2 separate regions of the Gossypium arboreum genome follow, and region 2 is linked to region 1. The links are chromatin contacts, called in public Hi-C maps. All regions are on one chromosome and are shown on one strand. Each heading gives the region's core, a stretch centred on a gene start, on an enhancer-like site or on the middle of the called end of the contact. The rest is flanking DNA. Distances are from core to core; before and after follow the strand shown. Region 1 holds the start of LOC108469692. Region 2 holds the start of LOC108464204 (protein S-acyltransferase 24-like).

Region 1 (5,970 bases), core at 2,375-4,874:
ATGAGAGGAAACACACCCAATTAGTCGCCTATCTCTTCTAGTTCAACTAAGGGATTGGTTTTTTTTTTCTATTAAATAGACATTAAATGCATTCTACTAATTCAACTAGAGTTTCACTTCTTTTCCCTATAAATAGATGACATCGATAAGGCTAAAAATAGAATATGTTACTCACAACTTTTGAGATATTGTTATATTACCTGAAAATAGTGAGAATTTATTTCTAAGTATAAATTCTATTTTTTGAGAATAACAATTCTACCAATTTCTATAAGAGAGAAAGTTTTACTTTCCCACTGAAAGTAAAGAAAATATTTTCACTTTCCCACTGAAAGTAAAGAAAATATTTTCTGGTTTTGTGTTTAACTCAAAAGTGTTCAAGCCCACACTCGAAGTAATTCGTGGTACGAGAATAGAGGAGAAGGTCATTCGATTGAAAGCCGAGAATGACAAGGATCCTTCTAGCCCAAAGCACAGTGCAATTTCGGGAAAAAGTTTATTACTATAAGTATCACAAATCAGCTTGTTTTTCAAAATTTTATTTTTTTACTGTGCAAGAAAATCATTTTCAAACTAGATTTTTTGCAACAGACTTATGATTGGCTTGGCAAAGACATAAGGGCCCTTTTATAGTTTTGGAGCAAGTAAGCCGAAGGGCTTACAAAACAGAGTTGGTGGCAATACTCAAGGTTAACCTAGTGTTCAATGTGGGCAAGTAAGAGGGGTGGGCTCTTGTGAACAAGATGTACAAGTGAGAAATATAGTTTGAGTTAGGCAAAGACAGAGACATAAGTTAAGGCAAATGTTTTGAGGGGCAAAACTAACTGAAAGAGAGACTAGTTGGGAATCGAACGAGGCATTGAAACAGTTCCAAGATGAGCCAAACTAGTGTCATTCCGAGGACGCGACGAGGGCATTGCGAGAATGGGTAGGGAGAATGTCACAAGTCATAGATTAAAACCCGTGAAAAATGCCCATAAAGCATCTCATGGAGGACAACTGATTAAATGAGGCTCATTGACCTACTTGAATTGGCCCAATTTGTGGAATACATGGATAATCCCATCTACTTGAAGCCTTGGTGGCCCAGTGAAACACTCTAGTTAAACTAGAGTTACCATAGTGAATATTGTAAATCCTAAAGGATAAGATTGTATAGAATTTAAATCCCTTAGGACTCTCATCTTGTAAATAGGAACTAATCTCAATCATTGATGTAACTCAAATTGTACCATTGGATCTAGGGAAGCTTAGCTATAAATAGAGCCCTTCCCTTTATTTGTAATCATCCCATTGTATCACATTCTTGAGTTAAAGAAAATTTTTGAGAGCATGTACTCAAAAACTTGGCGTGCTTAGTTTTCTTGTGGCTTTTGTGTTTGATTTGAGTTCCTTTGTCTTTTGAGTTTGCTTCCTCTATACTTTGGTATATTAGAGAATTTCTGTAAGAAATCTCATCCTTCGAGAGATAGGCTGACTTAGGCGAACTAGAAGTAAAGAAATCACCTAAGGTCGCATGGTTTGCCAGACTTAATTTCTAGCCCTGTGACATAAGAAAGGTCTAGTTAATACCATTGAATCCTGAGTTAGTGATTACATAGATTGAACAATTGAATGAGAGATAATGAGAGATAATTGATTAATTAGATTAGGTGAAGTTAGAGTTCCAAGTCTTTAAGATTGATTGAGAAACATGGGAAATTTTATTGTTTTATTTAATAATATCTTTATAGTTTGCTTAAGTTTAATTAATAGTAATTAGAATTTATTTTATTGATATGGATTAGATAAAAACTGAATTGTTGGTATTTAGCAACTCAGAATTTGGTCATTATGGGAATGATATCTTCTTATCACTTTGTTACTTGATCGATATGTACACTTGCCTTACGAATTTTCAATCATCATCTATAAAAATATTTAAAATATATATTAAAAGTGAAAAGCTTGATAAGGTTCTATCACTAAGCTTGAATTCGGCTTGAATTGCTCAAGCTTGAGCTTGACTTGATAATTATTAAATTGAGTTCAAATTTTTTAAGTCGAACTCAAATAGATTGCAAACACCAATGTCTCATTTATACTTCTACTTTAGGGTGAATTGTAATGAAATAGGAAAACAATATGGTTTAAAGAGGTAAAAAGAAATAGGCTTATTGGTAAATAATGCCCTCAGTGGAAAATAAAAAAAATCAATTAAGCCCTCAACAAAATTTAGCACCTAATTGAGCCCTTAAAGGATGAAATATTAATCAATCAAGCCCTTCTGTTAACATTGACTAGGTTTGACCGTTAAGTCTCGCTGGCGTGGTTGACAAACCAATCGGAAGGTGACACATGGTAGCCACGTGTACATCATGCTGACATGACATTTTGTCATATCAACAAATATTTTTTAAAAAATAAATATTTTAAAAAAATACATCTAGGATGACCTTGGACACATGATTGTCCAGATTTATTTGGATGGCAACACGTGACTACTACGTGTCTTCCGATTGGTCTATCAAACACATTAGCGAACCTTAATGGTTAAACATGGTCAATATTAACAGAGGAGTTTGATTAATTAGTTTTTCATCCTTTAAAGGCTCGATTGGGTGCTAAATTTTGTTGAGGGCTTCATTAATTTTTTAGTTTTCACTGAGGACTTTTTACCAATAAATCGAAGAAATATAATGTAAATAAATAGAATGATAGTTGTAACTTAGGTAATTTATACCAAAAGTTTGGGTTACTCGATGCATGGTTGTTTATTATCGGTCTAGTCATGTTAGTGTGTTGATCTTCTTAATGTGTTTAATGACGAGTTTGCTGGTCTTACAACCTTGATTGCTCATGATCCTTTCTAGCAAGCTTGTTGAATCTTTGTTATTAATAACCAGATTAATTAAATGTTCTAGGCCTTGTGAACTGTTTTTTTTTTATGGATAATCTTTTAGTATCGGATATAACCTAATATGTAAGCCGGTATAAATAGTTTAAAAGTGTATTTTGATAAATGTTGTTTGAATTAGATTGATCTATAGGATTAAGAATCAATTGAGATATTGAATTAATAAGAGAAAAATAAATTGACTCATGAACTAATTAACTAACAACTAAATTAATTTTTATAATTTTTAATAATTTATTTACTTTTTATCGTCAAAACCAATTGAATCGATTAAACTGAAATTTATTTTCAATTTCATAAACATTAATTTAAAATTTTCAAAAGACGTTTAAAAGTCACAAAGCAAATAAAAAATATCACTATTTAGGAGTACTAAGAAAACAATTATGTAAATGATGTCACGAGCGTGATCAAATAAAATGTAAAATCATAAGGTAAAGATTTTAAGCAAAATAAATAAATAAATAAAAGAAGACAAGCATGGCGGCTACGTGTATGATGGGTATTGACTAAGTAGCTTGTCGAAGGAGAATATGAAAATAAAATTGGACAAACTTTTTTTTTTCTTTTTTGGTTTACCCTTCTTGCCCGCCCGCTAACCGAAACGGTCCAGCAGAAAGAACAGGGACTAGTGCGACCCACATTACTCATACACCACCACCTGTCCTTTTCCATCAAAATTTCTCCACGTGGCACTCATCAAACGGCTTCAAAGTCTCCACAAACTCCCCCTCACTTCTTCTACTTGTTTCCCCTGCTTTCTTGCTCTTTCAGTTTCACTTCCTTCTCCTCCTCGTCCTTCCATTTCTATTTCTCTGCAAGTGTTTTGCCTTTTTCCGCTCTGATTATGATCTGATGATTATATCTCTCTTTCTAAGGTCTCCTTTTTCTCTCTTCTTTTTTTTTTTTTGTGAATATGATCGTTATTCGATACTGTGGTCTTTATTTCTTAGGATCTTTTTTCCGTCCTTTCTTCGTTTGATTCCTCAAGAGGAAAAAAAAAGTTAAAAGTTCTTTTATTTTATTTTGCCAAAGCACCAGAATTCAACTATCCTTAGCTCTTCGCTCCTTAAATTGCGAATTTTTATGAGGAAGTTTTTTTTTCTTTATTTTGACGTGTTACATTGATTACCTTTTGTCTTCTTTTTTTTTTTTGTAAAAAAAAAATTGTTGATGATAAAGTAGACAGGTAAATGTGGTGTAAAAAGTAAAAACACTTCCTGATCATCGTTTCATATGATCTTTTTATTTTTTTAAATGTTTAGTTGCATTTATTAATTTTATTTTATGGTTTAATGAGGGAGGTTATGCGTTGTCCTTTAAATGGGGTTTTGAATACTTATTCTAGGGGTTTGTAATTTATGTATGTTGGCTTTTTCGGGATGCAAGTTAAGAATTAGATGCAGCTTAATTTGTTATTTAAACACTTAAACGTTCTGTTTCTTAAGCTCTGTTTTTTCCCCTTTAATAACTGTATTTATTTTGAATTAATGCTCACGATGAGATATCCCTTAAACTATTCAAAGCTGGATTTCAGGAACTTCTCTGTAACTGTTGCTTTCGATGGCTCTGATTTTTTTTTCTTTTTTTATGAATCTATAGCCGTTTCTGTTTACCAACGAGAATTTTGCATTCACAATGCTCGGGATGAGTACTGCTAGCTTTGATTTATACATAAGTCCAATGTCACTTATGCGAGATAATGGGTTTGTTGGTCTTTTGGTTTTGCATTCGTTGTACACTTTAAAGAGCTGACTCTCTGATGCTGTTGTTTCTGTTCAGTTGTGTTGTAAGGTGAAGCAGCGTTTAGACTTCAGAGTTCAGACCATGTTTGATGGTTCTAAAATGGGGAGTAAATTGGTTTTTCTTCTTGCTTCATGATATTTATTGATAATTTATTAGACTATTAGTCTAATGGGGGGAGTGTGTTCAAGGAAAAGAGACCAACAGGTCGTTGAAGATGGAATGAGAAGAGGAGTGTCTGGAAGGTACGGAAAAAGTGGTAGTTCAAAGTGGCTTCTAACCTCCTTTTCTCGGCCCATGGTGGTTCACCAGCCTGGATTGGCCAATTGCCCGTCTCTCATGGAATTATGCATCCATAAAATATGCGAAGTAAGTCTTATCACATTGGTATCTGGCATGTCCTTTAGGGGATTTTTTTTTTCTTTTTTTCTTGAAATTATATTCTTTTCCTATCACAGGACATCAACCAGTATAGTTCATTCACAATGCTTCCAAAGGATATAAGTCAACAAATTTTCAACAAGTTGGTTCTATCTCATCTTCTTACTGATGTTTTTCTTCAAAAGTTTCGTGATTGTGCTCTAGAGGTGAGTTTTCCCTAAATGGTTAAAAATGGAGCACCTTTATTTTTTTATGTCTTCACAGAGAATGAAATTTACCTGATTTTCATCGTGTTGACAGGATGTTTGGTTGGGTGAATATCCCGGAGTGCAGGATAGTTGGATGGATGTCATCTCTTCACAGGGGACATCTTTACTTTCTGTTGATCTTTCTGGTTCTGATGTGACAGATATTGGCTTGGGTCTCCTAAAAGAGTGCTCGAGTCTCCAAGCCTTAACTTTTAACCACTGTGAAAATATTTCAGAAATTGGACTGAAGCATATTAGTGGTAATGTTCTATTTCTTTCTTGGTATAGATGTTACCATAGGCCAGTTTCTGGCATTTTCCTAGATTCTAGCTTGACAAGATACTTGTAAAGAATTACAAGTCTTCTGTATATGTTTTTCCTTTTATTTATTTTCTGTAGTGGACCAATGATACTGAAAAGTTGGGGCAGATTCTATTTCAAGGCTTTTCTTTTGCTATTTTGTGCTGTTTCTTATTTAAAATCATATTTCATAGGGGAACAAAAAAAACCTAAAATAAAGATGGCATGCTTCCAATATAACATGTTTGGAAACCGTTAAGTATGAAGTATCTATTAAATGTGTTGTAAAAATTAAAGAAATCCCATAAAACTCTTAAGTGATCGTGGTTAGAGAAATGTTATTCCCATATAATCTATTTTATTAATAGTACAATAAAATTTTGCATAATAGTGTCGTTCTGT
Region 2 (5,970 bases), core at 2,492-4,991, 270 kb before region 1:
CAAAGTTCAAAAATTTTTTAAATTTGATCAAGCCTTGATGATTTGAAAACATTGGAAATGCATGTGTTTAAGTTTAGTAACGCCTTATATTCTGTCCCGGCATAGGGCACAGGTGTGGGGTGTTACAAGGAAGCTCATTGAGCTTAACAGGTAACTCGGAAGAGCAATTATCAGGGAGCTCTGGATAGCCATATAACAGGATGTTCAGGCGAGCCATATCAAGAAGCTTAAGAAGAACCTATAACAAGACGCTCATAAAGAGCTGTGTTTGTGTCCGCAATATATGCAGGATCGCAACCGATCATATAACAGGATGCTCACAAAGAGCTGCGGTAGTCCGCAACACATTCAGGGTCACTACCGATCAGGATGCTCGCAGGAACCATGTAATAGGAAGCTCGAGAGGGCTTATAATAGAATGCTCATAAAAGCTATGCTGAGTTCGCAACAGATGCAAAACCACAACCAATTGGGAAATCCTGTATTCATCGAATTCCATCTATTCCAAACGGGATTTATACTTATTGAGCAATATCAAGCATGTAATTAATTTTATACATTAAATATTTATACAATTCACACATATTCAACATTCAATTCCAAACATATTAATATACATAATCTAGTTACACGAACTTATCTCAATAAGCGTTTGTATACAAGGATTTACTAATCCGATACTTTTTTGTTTTCCTCGATCCAACTCCGTACTAGATCTATCCGGATCTATATAAATGAATTTAATGTCAATTTAATCCATTTCATACTCAATTTAATTCAATTCACACCCTAAGCAAAATTACCATTTTGCCCCTATACTTTCCATAAATGACGATTTTGTCCCTAGGCTCGGAAAATGAAATTCATACAATTTAATCCTTATTCCAAGCCTAACTGATTTTTACATATAACATTTATAGCACATATATTTCATAAAAATCAGAATTTTTTCATGAATTTTACATCTTTACAATTTAGTCCCTAAATCACAATTTCATGAAAATTCACTTTACAAAAGTTGTTTAACTATCAACAACCTTTCATTTTCTACCATAAATTTCAAAATTTCAGCATATTCATCCATGGAAAAATTTTAATACTAAAATTACTTTACAAATTAATTCCCAAAATAGCTAGATTAGGTTATTCCGATCTCAAAAATATAAAAATTACTAAAAACTGGGACGAGATTACTTACTCAATTATGCTTGCTTGAATTTCTTTCTCTTTCCTAGGGTTTCTATAGAATTTGGGGAAGAAGATGATATAAAATGATAATATTTGATATTTATTTATTTATCATCTTTTATTTATTTCAATTTCCAATTTAGACCTTTTCTTTTCTAATTTTCCATGGATGAATCACCAAAAATATCTAGTAACTTTTCTTAATGGTCTAATTACCATATAAGGACCTCCAATTTTAAATTCCATAGCTATTTGATACTTATAGCTACTAGAACTAAACTTTTACATTTCATGCAATTTGGTCCTTTCTATAATTAAACACAAAATCAGTAAAATTTTCTTATCGAAATTTTCATATGTCTTTCCTATTATAATATAGACCATGCAATAATATTAAAATAAATTTTCTTTCCAACTCGGGTTTGTGGTCCTGAAACCAATGTTCCGATTTCATTGAAAACGGGCTGTTACAAGGGTTGTTACAAAGGATGGCAACTACCCTATTCAAAGTATTATTTCTTCTACTGATTTTTGTGTTTTAGGGTAATAAAAATGTTCAAACTGATCATTGGAAGAATTCGATTGAATGTATGTTTTATTCTTCCTTTGTACTATGATTTGATGAATGTTTGATTACTTTAATTTTATTTTTCAGACTTGTAATAGGATTCTAACAATAAGTTGTGTTACCACACCTTTAAAGATCTTATTAAGGCATAAATCTATTTGTCATAGGTGGAGTAATTGGCCTTCCCTCTTGCATTAAAATGCCTCCAACACCAACATTGAAGCATTGCATTTTACCTTAGAAGTGTTATTAAAATATGGAAGTTTAAGAATAGGCCCACCACAATACTTATCTTTCAAATTTTAAAAGGCCTTCTCTTGTTTGTTGTCCTACTTAAATCCTATATTCTTTTTTACGATTTTGATTTGTAGGGCAATAAGTGTGGAGAAATATTTCACAAAATGTTTATACAAATTAGCAAGTCTATAGTCAAAATTTGATTTAGGAGTAGACCATACTTGAATGATTCTCACCTTTTCTTTATCAAATTCAATCCCTTTTGCACTAAATATAAATCTTAGAAAGATCAACTTGTCTATGAAAAAGTATGCTTCTTAATGTTAGAATAAAAGTTGTTCCTAACAAAAAAAATTCAAAACTAATCTAACATTCTTAACATGGTCATTAATTATGCACTATAGATTAAAATTTCATGAAAGTAAACAACAACAAATTTTCCTAAATATTGTCTCAAAATGTGATTCATCACTCTCATGAAAACACTAGGTGCATTAGTTAAACCAAAAGGCATTACCAACCACTCATGAAGTCTATATTTGTTTTAAAATGCTTGTTCTATTTATCATCACCTTTCATTAGAATTTGATGATAACTCCTTTTGAGATAAATTTTAATTAATATGGATGCACCATGTGATTTATCAAACATATCGTCAAGTCTAGGAATTGGATGCTTATATTTAATGGTAACACTATTAATAACTCTACAATCAACATACATTCTAAAACTACCAACTTTAGGCACTAAAATTATTGAAACCATGCAAAGACTAAAGGATTCTTGAACATGTCCCTTTTTTTACAATTCTTGCACTTACATTTGCAGCTCCATATATTTAGGATTACTCTGATAAGCTAGTCAATTAAAAATTATAAAACTCGACATAAAGTTGGTTTAATACTCAATGCCTAAAAAAATTGGTAAACTTGTAGGCATCTCATTTGGAAAACATCTTCAAATTTGTACAAACGAGAAATAAACATAGTAGGCAATTCTTATCAAGGTTGGATGAACATAGTAGGCAAATTTTGTCAAGGTTAAACCAACCTAATGTTGAACTTGAATCAACCAAGAAACTACTGCCAAGAGTCCCAAGGGACCCACTGCATCAGTGATGCACAAAATGCCAAGTCTTAGATAGTCTATCCTTTTCATCATCATCTCGGATTCCAATTTTAAAAACACTGTCACTATACTTTATCATGATAAGGCCCTTTGAGAATAGTGCCCAATAGATCTATTGGGTGGTACCCTTACCTTATAAAATCTCATATATATACACTAGAAAATAACTAGAGATTGAAAATTAAAAACTAAAAACTAAAACTGCAATTGCTTTCAGAAAAAGGTTGAATGGACAAAACAAAAATCCACAAAAGTGTAGAGAAAAATCATGATAATGTCGACTAAGAATAAGAAAAATTAAAATAGAAGGTGTGACTAGAGACAATACCAAAATTGACCCCACTTTTGATAAAAGAAAATTTGATTTAAAAAAGTTAAATAACTAAAATATTATAAGAACAATTTTGTTATTGAAGTTGGAGAAGGTTTTATTTATTTTTAATAAATCCCTTCTTGTAATAAAACTTTGCAAAGCCCGTCTCCATGTGTTAGATGATTTGGATGGTAGGTTTTTCTGTAAAAATAATTTTCAAGAAAATAACTTTTTAATATTTTATATGAAAATAAAGGTTTTAAAAAATATAACGCTAAGTGGATTAAAAATAGTAGGGTATAAATATAAATAAGAAATACAAAGTTGCGTTGATGAAAAATGAATAAAATAAGAAATAAATACAAGTTGACAAAAGGAAAGGGATATGCTGAATGATGTAAATAGGTAAAGTTGACGGGGTCAATGAGCAAACATTAGAAAGAAAAGAGAAACAATCGGCAATGGATCTTCCTTCTCTTTTCTCTGAAATTGACTTTCATTCCTACGGATAATCGCTTTGGCTTTCGATTGGTTTCGGCCTCTTTAGTCAAAACGCAAAGGACGCCAAAGCGCAACCACATTCCTCCCCTTCCCTTCCCTTCCCTTCCCTTCTTTCCTCGAAAAACCCTAACCGGCCCCACCATTTTTCATTTTTTTCCAATTTAAGAGAAAACTAAAAAAAAATATTCAGAAACAAAGTCAACCGGAGATAATTGAAAAGGAGATTTCGATTTTTCCTTCTTAGGACTGTTTTGGTTATTGGGTTTTTTGGAGAGATGTCGTCAGAGATCGAGGTTGTTGAAGACGTTCAACCCTTGAAGCAATTGGATGGCGTTCTGGCGAATGGAAATGGATATTATGGGGGAGGGAACAATGGGGTTGTTGGTGGTTTCGTTGATGATGAGAGCTTGAGGAATGATGTCTACACGGTTGCTGCTTATGGGGATTTGGAGAAGCTCCAAAGGTTGGTTGAGTACGAGGGTCGCTCTCTTTCCGAGCCTGATGGCCTTGGTTACTATGCCCTCCAATGGGCTGCTTTGAATAATAGAACAGCTGCTGCTCAGTACATCATCGAGGTCTTTTATCCTTCTTTTTATGGTTGTTTTGATGGATTTTCTGAATTGCCTTTTATTGTCAGAGTTTGGAGTTGATTGTATTTATTAGTCAACTGGGTTTATGGATTCCGTATCTTTAAAAAGTTTGCTTGATCAGGCTTTTAATGGGTTTACTGAAATGGTTTTTGGGAATCCATGCTTTTGAGCTGTTTCATGTTGGTATTGAAGTTTTCATTGGATTAAATTCGGTTGAAGTGACTGGTTTTTGGGTTTTCTTTATTTGCTAGCATGGTGGAGATATACATGCTGCAGATCACAATGGGCAGACAGCCTTGCATTGGAGTGCAGTCCGAGGTGCGATAAAAGTTGCTGATATTTTACTCCAAGAGGGTGCTCGGGTGCATGCTGCTGACATCTATGGCTACCAGGTGAAATTATATGGTTCTTCTCAAATGGATTTGGGAATGTGATCAGTGATGTAAATAAATGTCTAAACAGTGCTAGCTGTTTTAGACATTCTTCTCTGCTTGAAGTTGGTTTTATACCAGCATAAGCATCATTTATATGTGTTTTAGGAGCAGTAGAACTCAGCAGTATATGGTTTTCATTACATCATATTGATCTTTTGAGGCTTAAAGAATATATATTTTTGCTATGCATTTTAGTCAAGACTGTTGCTGCAGATGATATTTGTTCCCTTTCTCTCCTAGTTTAGGACCTCAAAAAATGTTGAAGTGCTATGCATTCTTGTTTACTCTGGCTTGCTAACCTATTAAATCCCCCTTATATTTCCTCTCTAATATTTCTCCTTTTAGTATCGTCTCTATCATATTCTAATTTATGCAGCTGTTCTTTACTGCTGTTGGTGATACACTTTCTTTTCCCTTTTCTTGTAATTGTGTTTTTTTTTTTCTTGGTCTTGAAGTTTATAACGCAAGTGTGGGCTTATGCTTCTTAAGTTGATGCACAAACTTATGCTTTCATTTTTTCTGTTTACAATTTGATTGTGGGATGATAACGTTATACATGTACTTATTGCTTTCACTCCAACCTCCAGATGGATGCACGTTTATTTAATGTAATTTGATGCAGGTAACACATGTTGCCACCCAGTATGGTCAGACTGCTTTCCTGTATCATATTGTTTCAAAATGGAATGCTGACCCTGATATTCCAGATTATAGTGGGCGAAGTCCTTTGCACTGGTAAGAGGAAGTTCATTTACCTTGCTCTTTATTCACTTGAATGGTCCAAGATATGTCTGCATAATGTGAAGTCAGATCTGTTATATTTATTTCTTTGCACTGCTTAAGTATTGTAACTATTTTGTTCATTTCTTTCCTACAAATTGCTTGATTGCATAATGCAGTTTTACAAGAATCAGATCTGTTATATTTATTCTAACTTCCTTGCAATATGCATAATTCTAGGGCCGCTTATAAAGGTTTTGCCGATTGCATACGTCTTCTTTTATTTCTAGA

Evidence for each region. Hi-C and Micro-C count contacts between places; a contact is called where the count stands out from the background.
Region 2: a Hi-C map of leaf shows a contact between it and region 1, with 3 times the contacts expected there. The contact joins the promoter of LOC108464204 here to the promoter of LOC108469692 in region 1. A contact is called at or near these places in 3 of 5 Hi-C or Micro-C datasets (all in leaf).

The regions. Positions count from the first base shown.
Region 1 is chr8:99,084,306-99,090,275 of ASM2569848v2, reverse strand. It overlaps LOC108469692, which reads left to right and starts at 3,624. Exons shown (of 16, transcript XM_017770682.2): 1 at 3,624-3,774; 2 at 4,679-5,008; 3 at 5,098-5,226; 4 at 5,321-5,528. The coding sequence starts at 4,811.
Region 2 is chr8:99,355,269-99,361,238 of ASM2569848v2, reverse strand. It overlaps LOC108464204 (protein S-acyltransferase 24-like), which reads left to right and starts at 3,741. Exons shown (of 13, transcript XM_017764366.2): 1 at 3,741-4,510; 2 at 4,777-4,917; 3 at 5,582-5,694; 4 at 5,920-5,970. The coding sequence starts at 4,211.